Linked DNA regions of Arachis hypogaea: region 2 is linked to region 1. The links are chromatin contacts, called in public Hi-C maps. All regions are on one chromosome and are shown on one strand. The core of a region is the stretch at or near the end of the contact, and the rest is flanking DNA. Distances in the headings are between cores, read along the strand shown.

Region 1 (7,033 bases), core at 4,310-6,809:
GGCTTAGAAGTATGAAATTTGACTTTTAAAACTCAAAAATCAACTTTGAGATGAAAACAGGGCCACGCGTACGCGCACTCCACGCGCACGCGTGGATGGCCACAAAACTCATCGACGCGCAAGCGTCATACGCGCGAATGCGCGGGTTGAAAAATAGCCAAACGACGCGCAAGCGTCAACCACGCGTACGCGTGGGTGCTCTTGCTCCCCAGGCACAAAACTGGCACAACTCTCGGGAAAATAGCTGGGCATTTGGTGCAGCGCATCAACGTGCCCGCGCACACCACGCGTATGGTGCTTTTTCAAAGAACGGCGCGTATGCACCAAGTGCGCCTACGCGCGGAGTTCTTCTGCTAAAAATTTTCTAAGTTAAAAGCTGCAGAATTTACAGATTCAACCCCCAATCTTCCGACGGACATAATTTTCTCATTTTAAATTGTTTTTCACCCGTTCTTCGAACGGCATGGACATCCCGGATCCAATTTCATTTTTAAACAAATTTGGCACAAAACAGAGATCCGTAGTCCAAATTATGTCCCGTCAAAGTATGTCCAAAAACTATATTTTCATACAAAACCACAAAGTGCCATTTTCAAAACAAGCCACTTTCAACTCTTTTCAAAATCAATCAAAACATGCCAATTTCATCCCTTTTCTTTGAAATCAATCAAAATGTACCAAAATCAACATCAAGCCATCCTTAACTCACACATTGACACTTTACCAAAATTCCCAAAACCACATCCAACCATTTTAATACTTCTCAATCAAATGGCTAAAGGACAAACACAATATCATATCATACATCCTTCCTCATCCCAATTTCTAATAATACCATTTCCAATCAACCATCATTATACATAATCATCATCATACTCACCATCAACATGGTACCACCCACCAATTCAACCTTAATCATTCATCAAGCATATATCACAACATGCATTTTCTCATACATCACACAACTAAGGCATCAATATCCATAATCACATATATGGTCACATCATATATCTCAACCAATCAACAACATCATCAATTCAATGCCTATCTTAGGGCCTCTAGCCTAAGTATTTCCTACCACATTACATATTAGATACGAGAAACCGAAACCATACCTTAGCCGATTTTCCTAGCTCAATCGGAGCACTTCCAAACCACTTGTCCACAAGCTCTCAAGATCTCAACACCTCTAAGAATAGATTTTATCACACAAAACCCTCTCCCAAGCTTTCCAAAATCACCAATCAAGCTCCAATATTCACATATACACAACCTAAGCCACAATCATCATACCCATACACAACATCTCAATACCCAACATCATAGAATAACAAATTACACTAGGGTTGAGAATCTTACCACACCCAAGGTCCAAAGAGACAAGATTAACCTTCTCCTTCAAGAAAGTTGGGTCCTATAACATCAAAGAGCCCAAAATCTCAACATTTCATCCATGAAACTCGAAAACAAGGCTGGAAATTCGAAGAGCAAAATGTGGCTTACCTTAAGATTGATTGTATGGGTTTTGTAGAGCTCTCCGCGGTAAATGCGTGGCCGCAAACGGTGCGGCAATCGGAGCTCTAGATCAAAAGTTATGGTGGTTTGAAGATCAACCAAGGGAGAGAACTTGAGAGAGTGTTCTTCCCCCCTCCATATCAATTTCAGCGTGAATTAGAGTGTTGTGAGGAGAGAGTGTGCTGAAAACTAGGGTTTTGGTTTAGTTTAGTTGGGCCAAGGGTCCACTTTGGGTCTGGTTGGCCCGGTTTGGCCCGTTCGGTCTAATCTTGGTCCGTTTTCTATAAAATTGGTACCAAAATTCTCATCTCAAACTCCTCTATCACATTTAGCCATAAGAATAACATTTTTGGCTTTCTAGAATAAATTCTCATTTATGGGTTAATTAGCCATTAATTAACCGGGTCTTACAAGACGGACCAGATTGTTAAAGTAATAAGGAAAATAGAATTCAGATTCGCACATAAAGTTTATAAGATGTGATTATGTCAAGAAAGAATATATGGATAGCCCAAGCGGGTCACAAATTATGCTATTTCAAATTAAATGATTTATTTAATGATGATCTTGTTTATTGTTATAAATGCTAAATTGAATAAGTCATAATTACTTTTGATTTGGAATTAAATGAGAATAAAACCAGATATTATCTTTTGGACTTTAGATACTAGTTTTATTTGGGTTTTAGAGTTTAATGGGTACCATGCTCAAATATAAATAGTGACTTCAGGGTTTCGGTCCCCAATATACCAAAGTCGTCTCAGCAACTCTTTTTCCATCAGAAAAGTTGCAATTCGACCGCCCTTATAGGGATATAGAAGGTTTTGGTTGAGGAAGACTGAGACAATCCTTCCCTCAATTTCTGATTTCTAATTTCTAATTCCAATCATGATTCATATTTATGAATTCAGGTACGCTTTCGCATTCAAGTACTTTATTTCTTAATGATTTAACATAGATAATCTTTGGTTAAGGAATTCTGAGAAAATTCCAACATATTGCAGTCTCTAGCCCCTATTTCTTGTATTCTCAATCTTTCAAAATAGACTTCCTCAGACTTGCCTTGTAACTGCTGGTTCTTTGTACTGTCCTTTGAGTCATGTTGGTTCTCACTCTCTTCCTCCTCAACTAGCTTTGCATGCACCACTACTTGCACTCCCTGATGTTGTCCTCAACTCTCATTGGTTCTCCATGTTCACTAATTGAGAGAGGTCTTAAGCCGATTTCTCTTATCCCGCCATTGTATTTTGGTATGGTGGGATCCTAGCATACCATGGCAATTAGTTTGTTGCAATTTCTTTTTTTTTTTCGTGGCCGATTATGTCACATTTGAAGCATTGACAATCCTGGAGTCTTTCATACCTAAAGTCCATCCATTTCGTTGAATTATTGCCTATGTTGAGCCAAAACCCACTTTAGAAAGGTTTGGTTACGTCGATCGTCGCCCTTAGAAAGTTACTCTTTAAGGTTCCATCTACCATGGGTCCTCCACCTCTTCCAGAATTCCAATTATATTTTTCACTGTTCTTGCTGTTTGAACATTTAGGTAATTCATAGGGATACTATCCAGAATACCATGTAATTATGAGTGATATCCAACATAGACTTACCGTCTAGCCATCTTTGTAGACAAAGACAGATCCACGTTTAAGAGGTTGGGGACAAGTGTTCCCACAAGAGTTTGTAATTCCTTTACTTAATATGAGTATATATAATAGATGCCCCCACTAATTTTATTAATTGTCTCCGTTATTAAAATTATTTTGAATTTATTTTTATTTTAAATTTTAAAATATAATTTCTATAGATAAACTTTAGTAATTTATTTATTTTTTAATTAGTTAGTTTTAACAAAAAAATACAATGATTAATATTTTTTGGTGTCTTAAAAAAATACAATCATCTTATTTTACTTACGTGTTTTTTTAAGAAAAAAACTGCATCTTTAAATTAAAGATAATAAAAAAAGAAAGATAGGAGTTGAATATACTATATTTAAATTCAAATGAGATACAAAAGATTTAATCGTGCGAAAAATTACTATTATTATAATAAAGAAAGTAAATTCAATTATATTATTGTTGGTGTTATATAAATATTATTAAAATTATTATTTAATATTTTATAATGTAAATAACGAAAAAAATAATTATAAATTTATTTTTTAATTAAATTGGATTAATTATTATATTTTTATATAGTAAATGACAAATCTTAGATTAATATATATAATTTTGTTATAGCGCGCATGCATTTATGGGCTCATGTGTAAAATTTTTGCTCCCATTGATTAAAGTTTTTAAATCGGTCACTGTTTGTAGGTTCAATAAATTTCCTTTGATGTTCCAAGGCCCACTGTCAAGAAATCTCTTCCCTTTGTTGTTGTCCTTTACGCTGATGAGAGCTTCGTTCCTCCCAACCTCTGAAATGGAGACATCAGTTGGGTTTCCCCACATACCAAGAATAGAGTTCTTGACGACTTTAAATTTTATTTCCCTGTCCGCTATGACCTTTCCAACATATTGAAACATTTTGATCTGTATTCTGGACATGGTTTTGTGTTGAGAGTGATGGTTCTGCCTTCAATGAGAACAGTTCCCATGTGAGGTATGTTCATGTTGTGAGATCCAAGGATTTAAGATGTAGTTGTTTGGTTTGCGGAAGAAGCGAGGGAGAGTAATGCACTAGGTTGAGGATGGTTATAGAGCTTAGTCCCACAAGGTGAAAAAAAACCGGCTTTTTTTTTTTTGGAATGTTGAAGTGAGTAGCTTACATGTAGGATTGTGGTTTTATGTTGCAGGATGAGGACAAGGAGGCTTGATGCTCTTCCCTGTTGTCACAATCTGGAATTTGCTCGAACTTGGGATACTAAAGAACTAAGATCAATGGTTGGGTTAGTGTGTTAAAGATTTATATTGTCATGTTGGCTTAATGAGGATTTGGGGTAGTGTAAGAAAAGTTTGTTATGGTTTGAATTAGGGGTGTGCATGGCCGGCCCGACTCGAAGATTCGGCCCGATCTCGAATACTTTAGAGGCTATTTTGGTATAATTTCACCGGGTCTAGAACCACGTAAGGGTCTCAAAAATAGACCCGGTCATTATTTTGGGTCGAGTCCGGGCCATGGCTCGGGTCACCCGAGTCGGCCCGATGGCCCGGTCATCATATACAATTAATATTTTGTGTTATTAGTGATGGATAATGGTTATTCTTATGTGGAATTTAAGTATTGTAAACCTTAATATTTTGTGTTATTAGTTATTATAAGACTATAAGTTAATGTTTTATATTTAAAATGCATAAGATTTTAGATTAATGCATAATATTGTGTTATTTATATTGATTTAAATATTTGGTGTTATTAGACAATATTAGTATTGATTATGGTTATACTTTAATTTTAGAGAAGAATTGGTTCTTATATTTTTCTAAGTGAATTTTACCATGTCAAATAATGGTTGGAGTCTTTGAAATTTGGATATTTTCACATGCTAGCTTATAAGAAGGTATCAAGGTAATATAATGTTAACGGCCCGATTTTCACTCGGTTTTTACCCGGTATAATCGTAGCCCGAAAGTGTATAGATTTTATCGGGTTTAGAGTCGGGTTCGGATCTAATAAATAGACCCGATATATATTTTGAATAGAGTCTGAATCACATCAAATCCGATTTCATCCGACATATTACACAGCCCTAGTTTGAATGTTATGTTGTGTTTGAACAGCAGAACCGATTGTTCTAAGATCTCTCCAGGCGAGAGGGAGCATTCCTCTGATAGGGTTTTTTTTTTTTTTTTTTTTTTGGTTACATGATAGGGAACTTTTACTCAAGGGTAACTGGGTAAGTAACACAATATTGGGTTAATTAGATACTTTTTCATAATTAATGTATTGCATTTTCTTTTTTGGTAATGATCCATGAAGAATCCGTAGAACTAAGTGGCCCAACTATAGTAAAATGGGCTAACCATAGATACAAGTGGCCCAACCAGAGAATCCATAGTATTTTACCAGTGTGTAACATAATGTGTCAACGTCACGGTATCATTATTTTTTATGCATAGTCCAATAATATAACCTATCCTATCATTAGGATCATATATTATGCTGTATATCACTTAACTTTTTTTCTTTTTTCCTTTAAAATTATTTGCTATAATTTCATATTTTTGAATTAAATATAAAAAATACATATATCATGTACCACCAACAAAAATCTAGAAACGTAGTTATTAATAAAAAATTAAGGGGGAAAAAACAAATAATAAATCGGTTTAACTTAATCCAACACGATTAAACATAAATCTAACACATATAATTCAACAAGTATAATAATTCATGTGATAAAATTAAAATTATAATTTTAAGATGTTTTATTAAAATTAATTTAAATTATAATAATTTGATTAATAAATAAATAATATGATGTGCGTTGTTTATTTTTTTTAATATAGTGTTAAGTATATCAATTCAAATGTAGTTATTAATTTTAGTGTTAATTTATTTTGTTCAATAAATTAGACATATATACTTAATGTCAAATTAAATAGTCAAGTAACACTTAAACTCACCAATAAATATTTGTATATTGTTTTAATATTAAGTAAAAACATATCAAAGTTAACTCAAAATGAATAACAATAAATTATTAGAAATTTCTAATGCACAAATTTCACTAATAAACAGTAAATAATTTAAATTTATTAAAAAATAACTTAATATCCTCTTTTGATGTATACAAAATTTGTACCAGAAACAATAATATAAGATATTAGTATATAAAATTCTATGATTTAATTTTAGAATAGTTTATCAAGAGAATAAAATAATTCAAATTTTCATGATAATTTTAATATCTTCAAACTATAAATGTGAAATAAGAATGTATTATTAATTAGTACTTAGGATTTATTAATTTTTTTACTTTACATTAATAAATTTGACTAAGAGATTAAGAAATTATCTTTTCATTATAAGCTCTCAAAAATCTCTCTATATACTACATTTATCGTGTAGTTATCTTCTAAGTGTTCATAATTTTGCAACAACTAACACTCGTAAACTATCCTTACTCTTTACTCTTGATAACACAATATACAGTTGACCGTGGGTAAAAACTAGCCTAGGTATATCATACTCTGAAGCAGTTATCTAAAGTTTCATAACAATATTACTTATCATTGGAACTTATTCCATATGATTAATTTAGCTTTGGTTATTAACTTTAGGAGTGGCAGGAGTATCCGAATCTGCGGATACCCGGCCCGTCCCGCACCCGGAGAGGGGGTTTATCGGGGCAAGTGCACTGGTGGGACGGGGCGGGGTGGGGGCTAGGGTGTACCCGCCCTACCCGCCTGGAGTATATATTATATATTATAATATAAAATAAAATATATAATATAAATATATAAAAATCATTAAATATAAAAAATATATAAATGACTTTTATAGTTGTGGCTAGGTTTCAATTTCACAGTTTCACTTTTGACTCCAAATTCAACCTAATCTTCTTCTCCAA
Region 2 (6,956 bases), core at 1,865-4,364, 96 kb after region 1:
AAATCCATCTTCTACAGCACAATATCTACAAAACTCCACCTTACTCTATCATAAGCTTTTTGAAAATCCAGCTTAATAATGGCCGCTGTCTTTTTCCTCGTCTTCAGCCAATGAACTATTTCACAGGCTATGAGTGTGCCATCATGAATTTTTCTGCCCTTTACAAATGCAGTCTGAGTCTCACCTATCAACCATGGCATAACGGACCTCATCCTCCTCAGCAACAACTTCGAAATCACTTTATAGACACACCCCACCATACTAATCGGCTGAAAGTCCTTCACCTCCTTTGCACCTTCAAACTTTGGGGCTAGTGTCACCCAAGTTACATTTGCATCCGTTGGTAACTTAGCACTTTGGAAGAACCTTAGTACCGCTGCACTGAATTCCTGACCAATATCCTCCCAGCATTTCTTATAAAGTTCATGTTGTACCCATCACTCCCTGGGGCCTTGGAAGATCCGCAATCCCACACTGCCTCCTTGATTTTCTCCGCCGATGGCAAAACTTCTAGAGCTTCAGCCTCATCTCTACTAATCTGTTTTACCAACCCATCCCTGACACCAATCCTCGGCGCGTAATCCTGTCTATATAAATCCTTGTAAAACCCCCTAATTGCACCTTTAATCCTCGCCTGATTCCGCACCAGTCTTCCATGGATCATCAGAGCATCGATCCTATTACTCCGTCTTCTGGCCGAGGCAATGTTATGGAAGTATCTGGTATTCTTATCCATGTTGGCAGCATGCTGGGACCGAGACATCTGCTTCCAGTGGATTTCCTTCCTGATGTACCATTTTTCACAAAAGCTCACCAGTGCCTTCCTTCTAGCCTCCGTTGTACCATCGTAAATTCCATTACTGACTAAATTGTCCAGCTTTGTGATCTCCTCCTCCAACCTCATCAGTCTCTTATCCATGTCCCTAAAGGTATTCTTGTGCCATTGCCGTAGTGGTATTGTTAAAGCCTTCAGCTTCCCTGTGAACTGAGCATCTCCCAAGTTTCTCCATTCAGTTCTTACCATTCTTAGAAAGCCCTCATGCGTAAACCAGGAATCTAGACTTCTGAATGGTCTAGGACCCCCTCCTAAACGCGTACCTTCCACAATCAACGGGTAGTGATCAGACAACCCTCGCGGCCCACCTTTTATCCTAATATCCGGGAACTTCTCAGCCCATTCAACATTGACCAAAACCCTATCAATCCGACTACAGGAACGACCTCGAAACCATGTGTACTTCCTATCAGTCAAAGGTAAATCCATCAACTGCATGTCATACACCCAACTTTTAAAATCGTCCGATGATGCTGGCAAGCTAGTCACCCCTTTGCGATCCTCAACTTGCAAAATTTCATTGAAGTCCCCTAAAAAGTAGAACGGGACCGAACACAAACCCGCAACATAGCTCAATTCTTCCCACACCCCCTGCTTCTCCTCCCTCGCATGCGCTCCGTACACCAGACAAAAAGCACAAAGGAAGTTGGTCTTCGTTAGCACGCCTTCAACGCATAACCACCGCTCACCTTTATAACAATTCTGTATTTTAAACACTACCTCATCCCAAATCAATAATAGACCCCCAGCCGTCCCTACAGACTCCACAAACTCCCAATCAACAGAACTATGTCCCCAAAGCCTTGCAATATTATATTTAGTAAGCACTTCTCTTTTTGTTTCAAGTAATCCTAACATATTCAAATTATACTTCTTCTTCAAAGATTTCACCATACTCAACTTTCCGTCTCCCCTCAACCCCCTAATATTCCAACAGGATTTCACTCAATTTATAAAATGTAAGGTTACAAAATATTTGAAGTTTTATACCTCCAACAGGATTTCACTTGATTTAAACTTAATAATTGATTCTCGATTTAATCTGGTAGATAATTTTGTAACTACAAATTATTTAAGAGACATTACAATTGAAAAATATTTAATGTAAGTTCTTATTACTTTTTTTTGGACAAATATTTAAAAAAATTTAAATATAACTTTTAACAAGAAAAAAATAAAAAAGCATAAATTTCAAGAAATAAATCATCTTAATTTTTTTCTCAATTAAAAAAATAAAATATGATCTTTAATTCTTTAGTATTTTTTTAATATTTTCTCTTACTTCTTCTTATAAAATATTTTCAAACGGAAAAAATTTGAAAAAATCTATTTCCTAAATTTCAGAATGACACGTAGAAAAATACCTATAAACCATCGTCTTCTCTACACAAGATAATTCTGGCACAACTCGTAAGCTACAAAAGACGAAAATCAGTATGATGCCGATTGCTTAGTTATAACATCTGATATTAAATCTGGCACCAAATTGATACGAGAATGTCACAAATTTGGAAAGAAAAAGCAAAAAACAAAAAAAACCCAGAGCAATGGTGTTGATTAATAATAATAAATATTCTGAATTGGGAATCAGCTACAAAAATTGACCTGAAAAGTGAAAAGGCTTGGAAATGAATCGTTGTTGATGGAAACAAAATGCTGTTTGTTTTATTAATTTGAAGTTACGTTACATTCTTCAATTTATAAGGATGATTTTATTGAGTTTGTCCATAACGTGATAAGTGGACGGTTGAGATGGTTTGATTGAGACGCTAATGTGCATCCAAGTGTTGCTATTTACAGATCCAACTCTTCTTGGAGAATTGGATTTGGCCCACCCATGGACCCCTTTATTTTCTACTAATGACATGACACAATTACCAAATACCTCATTTAATTTCTTTTCTTCCGAATAAAGCATTTTATGTTATGCAGTTAGATACTAAGTTAAGGACCATAGATTAATTTTAGTGCCTCATCCAATGGTCCAAACTATAATGACCAGTCCTGTGCTATTTTCTGCAAGGTTCAGTATGAAACAGACCCCTTTCTATCTTTTTCTTTAATCTCATATTTCGTATATTTAATTTAAGTCTGTATTCATCTCTGTATCACTATGCCCATTAGTTATTACCCGCACCGTTACAACATGCGTTTTATTATTATTATTATTATTATTATTATATGCGCCATTGTTACCTTAGTTTAACCAACATTAATTATTATTAATTAATAATATTGTTAATAATATTGTTAATATTATTATTATACCATAGTAGGATAGAACTAGAATACTATATCTTCCCCCACATTAGAACAACATTGCTGAACTTGCTTTCTGCTTTCTAATTTTCACTTCTTCACACTTCACTCTTCACACTTCACACCTCACACCTCACAAATCCACCAAATCTAGGAGCATATTCCAGCTCCACCACAAAACCCTGCAAAAAGAAACCCACTTTTGATTCTTTTCAGGTACCCATTCTCTTCTTCTGTTGCATTCCTAATTCAAGATCTTTTATTTATGGAGTTTGGAGGATTTTTTGTTCAGGAGATCTCTGTATTTGGTGTTAAACATGCAGATCGAGATGCGCATATATGCTACTTTATTATTATTATTTTCTTTTTCTTTGTTTATTTCACTTTTTATTTTTCTCTTCATATTTTCTGTATGTGTGTGTGTGTGTGTGTTTTACATTTGATTTCTTTGACAGTTTTCTACTATGTTATTCTCCTTTTGATGTGAACTCCCCTTTGAGGTGATTGTACTCTGAATACTCGTGCTTTTTCCTTGTACTTCAACTGCAAAAAAATGTTCCTTGCTCAGTGAGGAGGGAATCATCATTCAAGGCTTGAAATGATTAGTTTCTTTCTGTCCAGCTTGTATTGCTTAGCTGATAAAAAATATTAAACTAAAAAAAATGGAGCTTTATGATGCTGTTTTTTCTATGTGCTGATGGGGTCTAGCTGTGTGGTAAACCCCAAGTCATAGGTAGGTAACAAAAAGGTCTTAAGCAAAAGAAATAAAAAAAAAAAATTCAAGTTGTAGATACTGGTGCACAGGGCAAATTGTAAATTGAACTTTAGTCATTCATGCGTAGTTCATGATTAGATCACTATTTTTCTCCATATGCTGCATAGAGATTAGGATATTCAATACAGCTTCTTAATCAAGTAACTTGGAAGAGAATGATGCTAAACCTTGGATATGATTTGGAAAATATTTTTGGCTAAGAGTGTATTTTGGTGATAATTTGCAAATTATGGTTTGATTCAACGACCATTTTTTATTTTTTGATTTTGTTTGGGGGAGGGGGACTTAAAATTTAACTGAATGTGATTTTGACAATACATGTTTTGATGTTTTGAAAGACAAAACAAACACATACTTCGATGCAGATTTTGATTCAACCTGTTCTTGCTGTCCAGCTGTACCCTTAAGTCTGTTTTGATTTATGTGCTTATTTGTCTTATTACATGGATGAGAATATATTATTTGATTTGATTATGCCATGGCAAGTTGCATGGAGGTATCAGCATATGAATTGGCCTAAGATTTTCCACTGGAAGGGAGAGGGGTTGGGGAGGAACCTGCTTGTGTTTGTATGCTCCTGACACTGTTCTAGTTCCTTGTTAGGTGAACTCAAGCTCACTACTTGACATATGCATTAAAAAAGGGCATTGAAACACTTGTTTCTGGTGGAGCTTGACTAGTGCATCTTCTATGCTATCTTTTGTAACAGAACATATGGGGTCACTCTGCAGCAAGAATCGTCGTTATAATGATGCCGAGGCTGAAGAAAATGCACAGGTTCGCTTTTCTTGAAAAATTGCATACTACTTAGGCCACAGATAATTGTAAACATTAAAATGAGATCTAATTTGATAAAGCTGTTGTGCTTTTGCAGGCTGCAGAAATTGAGAGAAGAATAGAATTAGAAACAAAGGCTGAAAAGCATATTCAGAAACTTCTACTACTAGGTTTGTTTCATCTGGGTCAGCTTTCCCTTTATATCACAGTTGTGTTATTGTATATACTCCACATATAAGTTCCCAAGCAAAAAATTAGTCCAGGATTGAAACTCCTAGAAGGACTTGGAATCTAACATTGCGTCAGTTGTGATGTTATCAAGAGGAGAAATAATCATATATGCCACAATCTGTTACAACCTGCATGCTTTTGTTGATGTTACTTTTGTGGATTTACATAAATAAACAAATCGATTTCTCTGTTATTTAGGTGCTGGAGAGTCAGGGAAGTCTACAATCTTTAAGCAGGCAAGAAATTGCATGTTCTCTACAGCTTCTTAAGATAATATATGATTGCTAGGGTACCGTATATTTAGTGCTGACATTGCCTATTGGTTGAAATATGCAGATAAAACTTTTGTTTCAAACGGGCTTTGATGAGGCAGAGCTAAAAAGCTACATACCAGTCATTCATGCTAATGTGTATCAGACAATAAAAGTACGCAATACTTGAAAGGGTGTGTTGATTATTTTTCTTTTAAAAATACATAGAGCTTAATAGTGCCACCATAGTTTCAACAAAAAGTTAAATGTGAGTTGAGTTTTATTGGATATATTTGAGAAAATGGTTCCTTAGATTGTGCTTAACATGTTTAAACAGCTACTGCATGATGGGGCGAAGGAGTTAGCTCAGAATGATATTGATTCTTCAAAATATTTGATATCCAGTGAGAAGCAGGTAGTTATTTAGGTTTCTTTTCTGAAGCATCTGTTGCAGTTGTCTAACTTGTATGTCAAAAGTCTTGTTATTTAAAAGAGATTGATTTTATGACAGGGTATTGGTGAGAAACTCTCGGAAATTGGAGGCAGGCTCGATTACCCACATCTCACCAAGGAGCTTGCAAAGGAAATAGAGACTCTGTGGGAGGATGCTGCAATTCAGGTGGCTCTATTGCACACTTTGATTGTGTTGCCTTTGGTATTTCTCTCATAAATAACTTGGTATTTATGTCAAACATTTTACTTGCTGTAGGAAACATATGCCCGTGGTAATGAACTTCAAGTTCCAGATTGTACCCATTATTTCATGGAAAATTTGCAGAGGCTGGCTGATGCAAACTATGTTCCAACAAAGGTATCCAAGATTGGTTTTTCACTCTTTCTTTTGTTGTTACTGTAATGTGTTTTATTTTCTCTTAGTATGCTACAAACCTTTCTTTTCTATTTGGGCTATGTGTATTAAATGTTCCAAGTATGACAGTCCAAAATTTGAAAAAAAAAGTTGTAGATCATGTTTTGTTAATAACCATATTAATGATCATATCTTGCTTTATTCATCACAAATCTAATCAGCAGTTAGCTCTGTTTGATGTCCTAAACTTGTTTTTATCCATGATTCAATTTAACTTTCTAGTAGTTGCAAGCATATTAATATTGTCAATTGTGATGCTGCAAAAGTTACCTGATATGTAGTCATCACACCAAGCACACTATATTTTTTTCTTTTATAGAACCGTCAATATGAAATTGTTGTAAAATATCTCATATTTCTTTCACTGTTATACAGGAGGATGTTCTGTATGCAAGAGTTCGTACAACAGGTGTTGTGGAAATCCAGTTCAGGTGAACATACTGACCTGAAATGATAGTCAAATGCTTATTTCTGTCCCTCCCTTATACCGGATTGAAGACTTTTATATGTTGAGTAGTGCTGTATATTTGCTCATTATTAACCAACTTAGAATGAAGGCATAAACGTAGTTTCAAACAAATGCATTATTCAGTCTTTAGTCTCACTAGTTACTCTTCATATATAAATTTTCAGCAGTCTCTGAAGGGGACAATAAGTTAGATTCTACATTTACTGAGTGCAATTCCTTGGTTATGAATTATAGCTTTTGGAATATTAACCCTTTAGCTTGATTCCTGTTGCTTGAGCTTATATAGAAACAATGTTGTAGCATCTTGGTACCTATTACTTTTTCTCTCTACCTATTACTAATAAGTATTCACAACCTTAGATTGAGATAAGTGTGATTCAGTCTTGGCATGTATGTGTGCACATGAAGGCAGTTGTGCTCTTGTTGGTTACTTATTATTCATAATGTCATGTTGCTTTTTCTCAAATCTTAATCTGGTTTAGAGATTGGAA

The links. A called contact is a pair of places that touch in the nucleus more often than the background predicts.
Region 2: a Hi-C map of leaf shows a contact between it and region 1, with 4 times the contacts expected there. The contact joins the promoter of LOC112783167 here to the enhancer-like site in region 1. A contact is called at or near these places in 3 of 8 Hi-C or Micro-C datasets (all in leaf).

What each region holds. Positions count from the first base shown.
Region 1 is chr20:119,821,817-119,828,849 of arahy.Tifrunner.gnm2.J5K5, forward strand. No RefSeq gene overlaps it. Among protein-coding and RNA genes, the nearest start is that of LOC114926137, 7.4 kb to the left of the region's middle. Within about 2 kb of position 5,560, at least 3 of the 3 cell types and tissues checked have open chromatin away from gene starts, as enhancers often do.
Region 2 is chr20:119,920,517-119,927,472 of arahy.Tifrunner.gnm2.J5K5, forward strand. It overlaps LOC112783167 (guanine nucleotide-binding protein alpha-1 subunit), which reads left to right and starts at 3,115. Exons shown (of 14, transcript XM_025825974.3): 1 at 3,115-3,310; 2 at 4,462-4,646; 3 at 4,744-4,816; 4 at 5,076-5,113; 5 at 5,214-5,303; 6 at 5,466-5,543; 7 at 5,640-5,747; 8 at 5,838-5,939; 9 at 6,372-6,427. The coding sequence starts at 4,560.